Regions from separate parts of the Hordeum vulgare genome. Here region 2 is linked to region 1. The links are chromatin contacts, called in public Hi-C maps. All regions are on one chromosome and are shown on one strand. Each heading gives the region's core, a stretch centred on a gene start, on an enhancer-like site or on the middle of the called end of the contact. The rest is flanking DNA. Distances are from core to core; before and after follow the strand shown. Region 1 has its middle 110 kb from the start of LOC123445147. Region 2 has its middle 53 kb from the start of LOC123445149.

Region 1 (6,220 bases), core at 1,515-4,014:
ACACTTTTCCCGTAGCTGCAAGTCTCTATTCCACCGCATGCAAATCTGGAGCCCTGTTCCGGTGCCCTGTTGGAGGGGGCTCGATCACAGAGGGCCTCTACATCAACCTTGTTGCTCCCATGGTGATGTCTGAGTAGTTCACCGCAAACATACGGGTCCGTTGTTTACCTAGATGGCTATCTTTCTCTCTCTCTCTCTCTCTCTCTCTCTCTCTCTCTCTCTCTTCTCTCTCCAACCCTCTCTTTCTCTCTCTCTATGTTCTTCGTTGCCATGATCACCGCGATTCCTGCGGTGATCTATCTTGTGTAATCACTCTTGTGCGGTGCCTGTGTTGGGATCCGATGAATTGTGGATTTATGTTCAGATTATTCATGAATACTATTTGAGTTTTCTCTAAATTCTTATATGCATGGTTGTGATAGTTTCACAATTATCTCCGATCTATTGATTTCGTATGGCGAACTAAATTGATGGGTCATTTACATTTCAGCCCCTAGCTCGAACCACCTACTCACATTTTCCCCTAATTCCGAAGTGTGCTCAAATTTTTCCCTCTTTCGTTAAGTGCGGTTATAGAAATGCCCTTCCGTACATCTTCGGTCCTGTCAAAGGCCTTTGACCGTTAAGGGTTATAGGTGACCGAGCTTCATGGAGCCCTTTATATTTGAGGATGGATTTCTCGAGTTTGAGGATGAATAGTATTATGTGTTAAAAAGCCTTAGATTTGTTTTTTTTGCACAATAGTCATTTCAACGCATTTCTTCCTAAAATTTACACACATGCGTGTTATGCCTTCATGTATATCTGTATTTTTTCAGATTTTTATGAATTGTAAAAATATGAATTTTGGATTTTTCAAAAACCGGCCTCCCTCCAAAAGGCTTTTTCATATTTATTTATTTTGTGTCCTGTTTTTTTCCTTTGTTTTCTTTTTTAATTTTTACGTTTTTATAATTTGATAACTTTTTATTTTTTTCAATACGCATCCTACATCTTTTGTAAATAAATAATATATTTTTACACGTTAAACATTTTTTGAAATACCTGACTCATATTTTTGTGAAAACATATGTTGTGATCCGTCCTTTTTTGTGTATACATTTTATAAAATACTTAACTCATTTATTTTTGAAAATATTAATGTCGACGTTTTTTCGTACATATTGTTCATTTTTCCTATAAACTGGGATTTGTTGTACACTTGTTCAAGATTTGTTTAGTGCATGATTGCCAACTCTCTCCTAATAGTGGTTTTTGAGCATTTTTGAATATGTCTTAAAAATTCACAATATGTGTTAGAAATTTCAATTATCATTAATATACTTTTTAATGCTATAAAAGTATTTTAATAAGTTAACAATTTGTATACACTATGCTATCATTTGAAATTAAATTATGGAAATTCTAGTATTTGGATATTTGTAAATATACATACAAATGAAAAGAAATAAATAATGCAATTTGGAAGAAACAACGGAAGCAAACACTAGGTTTTTAATATGTTAACATTTTTTCTGTTTTTTCTTTATTTTTTAGTTTTCCGGTTTTTTGTTTCTTTTGTTTTTTTTTCTAAGGTAATTTTTTCAAAATCTAAGTTCATATTTGAAATTTTTTGTTGAAATTAAGAAAATATTCTTGCTTTTATAAAAATGTTTTAAATTTCAAATTTGTTCATGTTTCAAAATTTGTTCACAATTCAAAAAATGTTCGCTGTTTCCAAATTTGTTAACAATAGGAAAAGTGTTCATAATTTTATAATTTTGTTCAGTAATTTGAAATATGTTCATATTTCAAAACAAATTCACAATTTAAAAAAGTTCACAGTTTCAGAATTTGTTCATAAATCATAAATTGTTCAGAATTTTAAAATTTTGTTCATGAATTTGATTTTTTTTCATGTTTCAATTTTTTTTCACGATCGATAAATGTTTACGCTTTCAAAATTTGATTCACAATTCAAAAACTGTTCCTAATTTTATAATTTGTTCATGAATTTGAAATTTCTTCGCAATTCCAAAATTTTTGGTGTATCAAAATTTGTTCACAATTTTATAATTTTGTTCATGAATTTGAAATTTGGTCATGTTTCAAAATTTGTTTACAATTCAAAAACTATTCATGGTTTCAAAATTTGATCGTAGTTCGAATTTTTTTCATAATATTATAATTTGGTTGACGAATTTCAAATTTGTTCATGTTTCAAAATTTGTTCAAAATTCGAAAAATAATGGCGGTTTCCAAATGTGTTCACAGTTCAAAAAATGTTCATAACTTTATAATTTATTTCAGGTTTCAACAAATGTTATCATTTTGTTCCTTTTTTAAATGTTTTGTTATTCCCAAAACTGTTCATGTTTTCACAAAATGTTCGAGTATTAAATATTTTGATCACAAATATGTAAATTTTCACGTTTCAGAAATTTGTTCACATTTCAAATAATATTATTGTTTCCAGAATTTGTTTAAAGTTTCAAAAAAAGTTCAGATACTTCATTATATGTTAATTTCTTTGCAATTTAAAAAATGTTCATGTTCTCATTTTAAAAAAATGTTCACGAATTTTCAAAAAATGTTATCATTTTCAAGATGTGTTTTCATAATGTTGCTCGTAGTTTCAGAAAAATTCTTACATATCGATTCTTTATTTTTTTCAGATTAATCTTCAACAGAAGTCATCTGGGCGGACTGGCTAGCAACACGTGCGTGTATACCGATTGTTTTGTCAATTTTTTACTGCACGTCAGACAAATGGGCCGGCCCAGATAAACGATCTTCTGTGTGGATCATCGTCCCTTCGCCGCAAAGAGCGGCACATAGGAGGTCCCTATGCATACTCCGCACAGAGGTGCAACTTTAGCACCTCCTATGAGCGCTTCATTGATTCCACCTATAGATTCCAACTTTAGCACAGAGGTTGTCATGCGGTGGTTTTTAGGGCTTTATTGATTCCAACTTTAGGACTGGCATCATGTAGATCCCTTGTAATTCCTTTTTACAGAGTACTGAAATTTTTAAGATGTTATCTTCAAGCTAGCTCATCCCAAAACATACCTCGCTGCTAGTTTCGCCACTAGTTGAGACTGTGCGTAGAGATAGCAATGGGACGAAGGACTGGTGATTCTTCCTGAGCTATTTTGTATCCTGAGCGAACAGGCTTTTATCCAGAACGAACACTGTACTTTGGCTTCGGTTTTACCAATTTTTCCTTTCTTTTTTTTGTTTTGTTGATTTACAGGTGTGAAGTGTGTGAACATTTTACAATAACAAAATATGAAAACCTTAATACAATTAATAAACGTTCACTGCATCCTAAAACAAATCAACCTGCATTTAAAAAGTTCTTCGTATATTTGAAAAATGTCCAATGTATATTAAAAAATGGTCAATGTGTCTTTAAGGATTGTTTATTTTGTTTCAAATTAGTACAGTGTGTTTTGCACAAAATATTCACTGTATATAATCTATTAACATGCCCTCAAAAAATATTGTTGTATAAAATAGATTTAGAAATGAAATAAAAATTCTCATACTGTTTAGAGAATATTGAATGTGCATTTCTAGCAAAGTAAAATAAAATGATGAACTGAAATAAAAATGGAGAAATAAAAGGAGAAAAGAGAAAGAGGTGAAATAAAAAAACAGAAAAACAGAAAAAACTCAACATTACTAGAGCTAGGCCAACGGAAACTGTGACAAAGCCATCGAGTAGGCCGGTCCGATGTCCATCATTTTAAACTTTAGCCCTTTGATTGGACCCTCGCATGCGTCAAATAGTGTTTTCTCCTAACTAAAGCTTTTAGCGCCGGATGTTTTCTTTGTTAGGCATGTCACAAAAGCTTTATTGAATTGGCACAACATTTACATGGGCGAACAAAAGATCACCCGGGTGGCCTAACCATACATGACAGCCGATCGAGCAAGTGTTTGCAAGGTTGTGAGTCTCAAAATTCGAGGATATAAACTCTTATCGGATAATGCATGACTAAAACTTACTAGAAAAAGCTATCATTTCCCGCACTACCGCTCCATACAACGTCTATATTCCTTCTTTCGTTGCAGCCACCGCAACCTTGCGGTTAGAGGCAACATAAACTTTGTGGATGTACAAACCTTTCGCAACTGCCATTGCCTCCATGATAGCTAGGGTCTCTAGGACTTTTGGGTCGTCATATTTCTGAAGAACACTGCGGAAGCTCCTTGAAAGCTCCTTGAAGAACACTGCGGAAGCTCCTTGCGGAAGCTCCTTGAAAGACCAGATGGTGCCAATAGCTCCGAAGCCTCTTGCTCGGGAGACCGCTACGTCGACACTAATTTTTTTGCGCCATTTGCTTTTTGTGGCGCGTGAAGAGCTCCTGGTATGGTGCGGCCCATCACGAGGCACATAAGCGAATCAACCACCAACAAACACCTCCCTACGCACATGCTTCATTTTGACCGGTCAGGTCAACCGTCGACTTTAAAAAAAACAAAAAAAAGAACAATTCAAATAAAAATTTAAAAAATTCGTGAATGTAAAAAATATCCACAAACTTAAAAAAAAAGTTCATGAATTTGAAAAAAAACCATAGTTCTCAGAAAAACTTTATTGAGTTCGAAAAAAGTTCACTAATTTGGGAAAAAACTTCATGGAATTTTTTAAATCATTTTGTATAGGAAAAATATTTTATCAAATTTGAAAAATAGTTTACACATTTTATAAAATGTTCATCGAATTAGAAACATGTTAATTGAATATTCAAAATAAAGTTTTTTGATTTTGATAAAAGTTCACCAAATTAGAAAATAGTTAATATATTTTTAAAAAACTCTTCAAATTTCAAAAATGTTCATAAAAAATCAGGTGAAATTTTTCTATCAAATTAGAAGAAAAAAGAAAAAGAAAAGAGTAAAGAAACAAGAGCAAAGGAAAGAAAAAAAAGCAAAAAAGCAAAAGAAAATTAAGAACAAGAAAGGGAAGAAGATCTACATTGTTGTCGCATGTTACATTGAACCCCTGCGGCGCTGGTTCGAATCCCACCAAACACATTTACTCGTGTAGCTTTTTTACGGGCTTAGACATAGAAGATAAAAGCTAGCTGGGTCGACCCACCACGGGGGCGCTTCAGTCGCTTGTTTGTAAAATACACTGTAACAAGTGCGTGAAGTGCCAAATATGAACCGCCGTTTATCTTGTTCACTAGCATGCTACTTAGTTTTAAAAAATGGTTCCAGAAAACAAAACGTAATCTAGTTATCTTATAGATTTATTTGTCATGGAAATCATTTCTTTTAGAAAAATATGAATTTCAATGTTTTTTTGGAAAAATCATGAATTTCATAAATGTTCTTGAATTCTAAAACTTTCATGAATTGCATAAATGTTTGTGAATTTAGGAAAGTTTGTGATTTATAAAAAAATTGCACTTTTTTGAAAAAGTTTTGTATTTTTATAAAAATCATAATTAAATATAATATGAATTCATAAATTTAAATGCTATGTATGTATTTTGAAAAACTAAAAATAAATAGATAAAAATTTGACCTATGTATATATATATACACATACGTACGTACATACATACACACACACATATGAAATGTAAAATTACGGTGCATTGGCTTTCGTTATCTGTGTTTGTGATTTAGGTTAGGGATGAGCACATGCAAATCATAGTTTTTTTTTCTTCTAATGTGTTGTTTTGCTCACACCTTTCAAATCTGGTGGGCTTACCACCACACTACGCAACACCATATTTCACCTTAACATAGACTAGAAATCAGCAAGTAAATACATTACAGATAATTACGCAGCACATGAACACATTAAACATGACTAAACACTAGGCCATAGCAGAGTTTAAAGACACTAGGCGCATCACATGTCCATGCACAACTTCACGGTGGTATTCCTTGACCAAAATATACAGTTTAACACCAAGCTCGGCAATAATAGACATACATCACGACTTGGTAGCTAGGCCTTGGCAGATGAATTTGTAGCATATGTATGTGGTGATTGTAGAGTTCGTGGAGCCGTTGATCTGCACTTTCAGCCCGAGGTTGGAGAGATTTATCACAAGGAGGTCTCTTGAGACGATATCTTGTGCTTGCAACAAAAGTGGTGTCATCCCCTGTCGAGCACAATCTGGTCCCGAAACCTTTTCACCCGCACGGAGTAGTTGCACGTCTCAATTTAGCATGTGTGGGAGGGGTATGTAGACCCTACTCTTGATCAACGACT
Region 2 (6,220 bases), core at 2,153-4,652, 200 kb before region 1:
GCAAAAAATAAACTGCAAAACATTCAGGCAAACACTGAAATTTCTGCTTGCAAATCCGTGTGTTTGTGTAAAGAATTTTAGGTAAACCAACAACAAAAGGTAGGCAAATATTTGGCCATACTTCTCGATCTCTACATGATCCCTACAACACAAAAGCTTCCCCCCTCTCGATCTTGTATGATCTTCATGTTGTTACCCTCTCCTCCCCTGTTGGATTCAGTCTGCTTTAGTTGCTTTTAATTCCTTGTAGCTGGTCCAGGCCCTTCCAAGAAAATAAAACAAATTGGAAAAAAGTGGCTTAGAGGAATAAGTATTATGACTTGTAGTTGCTGAAAAGGGAAAAACTAAATAAAGAAAGGAATTATTAGGTCCTTGAGTTTTTTCAAGCAATGAAAGATGCTTATGTATAGTATTCTCCAGAACAGAAGGTATTCTCTTGTAGTGATTTTTCTACTGACCTATGAAAGGGTTTCCTCTATACATAAACTTGCTTATGTTTATGTATGGATTCCCAGTTAAGTTGCACTTCGTTAAATGGATGATAAAAAGGACCCCAACTCTAGGTAGTTCTTGTCTCACAAGTTTTTTTTGCATGATCTCCCTCCCTCTATAGCCTGTGTATGCAAATTGAATCTTTCGCCTATGTATGCAAATTGAATCTTTCGAACTTGTATTGGATTTGCATACACAGGCTATAGTGGAGGGATATTATAAGGACTGGTGGGCGACTATATATTGGGGTTTAGACGACCGTGTGTGTGGATAAGCGTGAGGGCAAATTATTGTATTAGGTTAGTTGAGCCATGCAACTGTTGGTAGAGGGTGGGAGCAGTTAAAAATAGACTATTGGTAGTAGGCAAAATTGTCATTATTGTTAGGCAAGAAAACATGTAAAGAAAATGAAATTAAAATTTGGCACTAGTGTTAGGCAACAACCATTTCATGTGATGGGTTTTGCCTACTTGTCTCAACAGCAAATGCGTAAAAAAATGATGCCTATGGATATGAAAAGGTTGCCTACTTTGGTTATCTAGTAGTATAAACTGAATAGAAGTTGCCCAGAGGGATACGTATCATTTGCGTATATAGTGTTTTTAGAAATAAAAAATATTGCATTGGTCATCTAGTAGTAAGAAAAACTGAGAAAAGTTGGCCCCCGAAACTATATATGAGTTGTAGTCTATAGTGCTTCTAGATATGAAATGCTTGCCTACATCGTTCAAAATGATAACAAAAAAGTTACCTACATCTCCATGTTGCCTACCCGATTTTTGCCGAAATAATCATCTAGGTATCAGTGTTTATATGGTGTAGAAAGTGGATCTAGTCACCTAGCTAAGATAGATAGAGGCAATAACATGTTCTACATTGGTTGTGTTTTTTAGGCGACTAGATGATTTGGATGATTAAGAGAGCATTAACATAGATAACCTAGGTGTCAGATAAAGTGTCCCTCGATTCCACGAATAAAAATCCACACAACTAGATACATGTGTTAGAGCATATTTCTCCGTGTGTGGTTTTGGTAATTGATGACAATCCCTATGGACTAATGGTTACCTTGAGTTATATTCGAAGATTTTGTCCATAGGCACTTCTTGAAGTCCATCTGCTAATTTCAAGGAGTTTTTATGGTGACCAAGGTGGTATTCAAGGTTTTATCCAAGGCTGGGTCATGTGAGAGTTGAGCTTATTGCAAGCATGTCTTGAAGACGAAGATTGTGTGGACATTCATGTTTACCTTCAAGACATCATCTTTATAAAGAGATAAGATAAGACACAAGGTTGATCAAGACTAAGTCAAAGAGTGAATCAAGTTGATCAACACACAAAGCATACAACATGTATCGAGAGGGATCAAGTGATCCCATGGTATGATAAGAATTGTCCATTACACTATGTACTAACACATGGTCCTCGTGAGAGCTCTGTGTGGTGTTAGGTGTGTTTCCATAGGCTTGTGTCAGGAGGAAGATCTCATTCAACCCGTGAAAGATTGCGGTGTGCAAGTTCAAGTGGAGCATCATGAAGAGATCATGCTTAAAGCTTGCCGTCCATTGTGGTGGCAATGGACTTGTGAAGATGTGCTGAAGAATGGCTCACCCATAGTGGAGTATGAGGAAGCAATCTAGTAGTCTTCATTGAGCCGACACAATCAAGAAAGGTGGTCCATCTTGAGAAGGACAACATCATCATCATTTAGCTCAAGTGGGCTATGTAAAAGGCAAAGGTTTGTCCTTGATAGGTTTTATATTTTACCGATCTCGGTGTGTTAGTTTGTTGACCGAGTTATAGGATAGGTTGATGTAATATCCAGGGGGGCTCTCAAGTGAGTAGCTTGATCGTATCATTCGTTGAGAGCTCAAATCATCGCATTCTTGGCATCATCATCTTTCTTGGTTCTTGGTTGGCTTTTCTCTATGTTGGTTCTTGAGCTTATGGTCATCTTCATGATAAGCTCGAATTCATCGAAAAAGGAGTTCATGTGCATCTTCTATGATGTTTTAGACATTGAAGTTTCGTCGGATCTTCATTTATATAGGTTTCACATCTCTATATCATTGGCATTTTCATAACTGTCTCTTCTTGAGATTACCAGTCATTGTTTGGATAGTACTCCTCGTGTACCGCCTCGAGGTGACCAGAAGTGCCGCCTCGCAGCTCTACCTGACGCGGTCAAACCCTAGTATCCATGCTCGTATGGCAATCGCTCGCCTGCAGCCCTCCAGCGACTCGCTTGTTTACGTACATGCACTGTGCTCGAGCACGGGCTTTGCCACAACCCATCTCGCCTGTTATGGATTTGTGAGACTTCGACATGTCCCAACATAGGACCTCTTTCAAACGAACCCGCCGCTCCTCCACGGCATCTATTTTGGGGGAATCTCCTATTTGCCGCATTTTGCGCCAAGTAGTCGAGGCTCCGCACATGGGAGATCGAGCGATAGTTCTAACTTGACCGACCCCTTCACGCGAAATATCTCCAAGCGGTTTGGCTGGTTTTGGAAACCTTTCAGATGTTTCTAGCCATTTTTTATGGGTTTGGTAAACTTCTAGAAGGTTCCTTGAACAGTTTTTTTCTTTATTTATTGTTTTCTTTGAAACTCAAAAAAAAAATCAATTTTCAAACATTACTAATAAATTTAAAAAATTATATTTTAAAAAAAGTTCTTCAAATTTAAAAAATGTTTTTCTTCAAATTCTAAAAAAGGAAATAAAAAATGAACAAAAAAAGAAAATAAACAGAACAGAAAAAAATATATATCAGATTTCCTTAAAACAAAATAAAAACTGGACATTCCGTAAAAAAAAAACTGGACCGACCCAGTCGGGTGACCGTCCTGTGCGTCCATTCGGCAGTTCGCCGCAAGGTCCATTCGCAGTTCGCCGCGACGAACAGCGCATAGGAGATCCCTATCTTAGTCAGCACTGCATGCGCCTGTAAACAACCTAGCGCTCGCAAAGCCGACCCACGACCACGCTGGCTTGCTCGGCGTTAGTTCAGTCGCTAGCTTCGCTGAACCGGTCGCTCGCTAGCAGCCCAGTTTGTTTTTCTATTTTTCTATTGATTCCGTTGAAAAAATACCGTCCAGTTTTTCAATTCCTTATGAAATAAAAATGTGAAAGCAAAAAAGGTCTAAAGCTTAAAAAAAAGTTTCATCCATTTAAAAAAACTGTATATCTTTAAAAACGTTTTGTAGATTTTCAGAAAAGGTTCATCAATTTTGAAAAAAGTTCATCTATTTAAAAAAAGTTCATTAATTTGAAAATGGTTCATCTGTTTGACAAAGTTCATAGATTTGAAAAAGGTACATCAATTTTGAAAAAAAAATCATCGAAATTAAAAAAGGTTCATTTTATTTGAAAAATGTCCTTCAAAATTCGAAAAACATTCATGGATTTTTTAAAGAGTTCATCGGTTAGAAAAAAACTTATCGATTTAAAACCAAAAGTTCACGTATTTACGGACAATTCACCGGGCAAGGAAAAAAATTAACAACAACGGATTTTTTGGACAAGTGTTTATAAAATGTGGAACAATTTGTTTTTTCCTTTTTTATCAAGCATTTAAAAAAAATGTGGAAGAAGTGTTTAAAAATGTTGAACATTTTATTTTGGTTTTAGTAAAAAATAATTTCGTGTATTCAACATTTTTAAATACTTGTTCAACATTTTAATACTTATTTATCAATTTTAATATACATGTTCAACCTTTGTAAATACGTGTTCAACATTTTTAATACATGTTCAACATTTTTAAATACTTGTTCTTTATTTTAACATGTTTAAAAAAATTCATATTCTCATTCAAGATTTTTTAGTACTTATTCAACTTTTCTAAATACTTGTTCAACATTTTTAATAATTACTCGACATTTTTAATAATTACTCGACATTTTTAATACTTATTCAACATTTTAAATACTTATTCTATATTATTGAAAATACGTGTTCAACATTTTTATATACATGATCAACATTTTTTTGAAATACTTGTTCCACATTATTCAAATACTTGTCCAATATTTTTAAATTACTTGTTCAACATTTTTTAACTCCCGTTCAACATTTTTTCAAATGCTTGATTAAATTTTTTATATACATAATTAACATTTTTTAAAATACTTCTTCAATATTTTTCAAATACCTATTCAATAGTTTTCAAATACTTCTTCACTATCTTTCAAAAGTTTCATTATACTGTTTTTATAATATATGTATTTATTACATTTTAAAGTATAAAAAACTAATATAAGTAAAAAATGAAAAAGAAAACATAAAGGAACGGAAAAAGGCGGCTGGCCTTTCGTGCTGGTGGGCTGACCCATCTAGGTCCCCCCTTCAGCGAGAGGTTCCTCCTGTCTCCCTGAAGGCGAGACATAGGGGATCCCCCGCTTCTCCTCAATCGAGCGGATCGAATCGGCTGCAGGCCTCAACATCTTCATCGCTGCCGGCCGCCCCTTCTTGTGTCATCGAGCAACGACAATCCAAGTTGTGGGTATGATGAAATCTTGCAACATGAGAGAAAATAGACTTACCTTAGGTAGCGCCCCCTCCATGGCCGGACATCCCTCAGTGCCATGCAATGGTGGACGACCCGCCGCAACACCTCCACTCTATCTTCTGGCTGCAACCTGTTCCTTGCCGGATCGTCAACGAGAATAGACTAGATCAGCGACGATTTCCTTCGAATAGCCGACCACAAGAGACTAGCAAAGCGCATCAGATGGCGTGTTCCAAGCCATGCCATTTCCGGCGAACCGTTGATGTGGACGTCCTTGTCGTCCTCCTCATCATCGTCGATATCCGCGAGCGCCCAAAACCTTCCTTCGACGGGAGGATCACCACCACGAACTCCGGGAAAGGCTGGGTTCGGTGCCCGATCGTCTCATGCATCGCCCGTGGCATCGCCTCGTGCATTGCCCCCTCAAGTGTTTAATACTCCCTTTGCAAAGAAATATAAGAACGTTTTGGGGACATGGAGTTTCTACACCAAAGAGCGAATGCTTCTAGTGTGAACAGTAAAACTTTTTTGAATTTTTTTTGTGGTATACTTTCATAAATGTTTGTTGTGCATGCAAAATTTCATCGCAAAATCACATTGGTGAAAGGCGTGGTAAAAACAAAACAACATCGATGCTCTGAAAATGTTACTTACAAAAACATTTTTGAGCTCTGATTTTTTTTTTTGGGCATGACTTACACCAATGTGATTTCATGATGAATTTTTACATGCACAACAAACATTTGTGGAAGTATGTCACATAAAAAATTTAGATTTTTTTTCTATTTTATTACATTTTCCTGGTCACATGTATAGAAAGGTACTTCCGATGTTTAGGTCACTACTTTAGTGATTTGAATGCTCTCATTCTTTACGGAGGGAATACATATTACTATATTTAATATTATTTATGTGAAAGGAAAGAATATAGCGTATAGCTCCTCCAAGACTCCGAAGGACACCATGCAAAAATGGCTCAAAGTGCAGGTGAAGATTATTAAGGGCCTCTTTGATTGGTAGGATTTTGAAAATGTAGGAATAGAAAAAGTATGCGGTTGGAGTGGCATCTTCACTTAAATCCTATAGGATTAACAATGAGTGTTTGATGCCACAGGCAAAACAAAAAAATTGTAAAATAAAATTAAAGTGAATGTTAGATTTTTTATGAAATATAATATAAAAGATTCATAGGAAAAAATTCCTATAGTATCCAAT

Evidence for each region. Hi-C and Micro-C count contacts between places; a contact is called where the count stands out from the background.
Region 2: a contact with region 1 is called in a Hi-C map of seedling, with 3 times the contacts expected there. The contact joins two enhancer-like sites. A contact is called at or near these places in 3 of 6 Hi-C or Micro-C datasets (leaf and seedling).

Annotation. Positions count from the first base shown.
Region 1 is chr3H:566,762,500-566,768,719 of MorexV3_pseudomolecules_assembly, reverse strand. No RefSeq gene overlaps it. Among protein-coding and RNA genes, the nearest start is that of LOC123445147, 110 kb to the left of the region's middle. Within about 2 kb of position 2,764, at least 3 of the 3 cell types and tissues checked have open chromatin away from gene starts, as enhancers often do. A contact at or near this core is called in seedling, where this site is marked.
Region 2 is chr3H:566,964,858-566,971,077 of MorexV3_pseudomolecules_assembly, reverse strand. No RefSeq gene overlaps it. Among protein-coding and RNA genes, the nearest start is that of LOC123445149, 53 kb to the left of the region's middle. Within about 2 kb of position 3,402, at least 2 of the 3 cell types and tissues checked have open chromatin away from gene starts, as enhancers often do. A contact at or near this core is called in seedling, where this site is marked.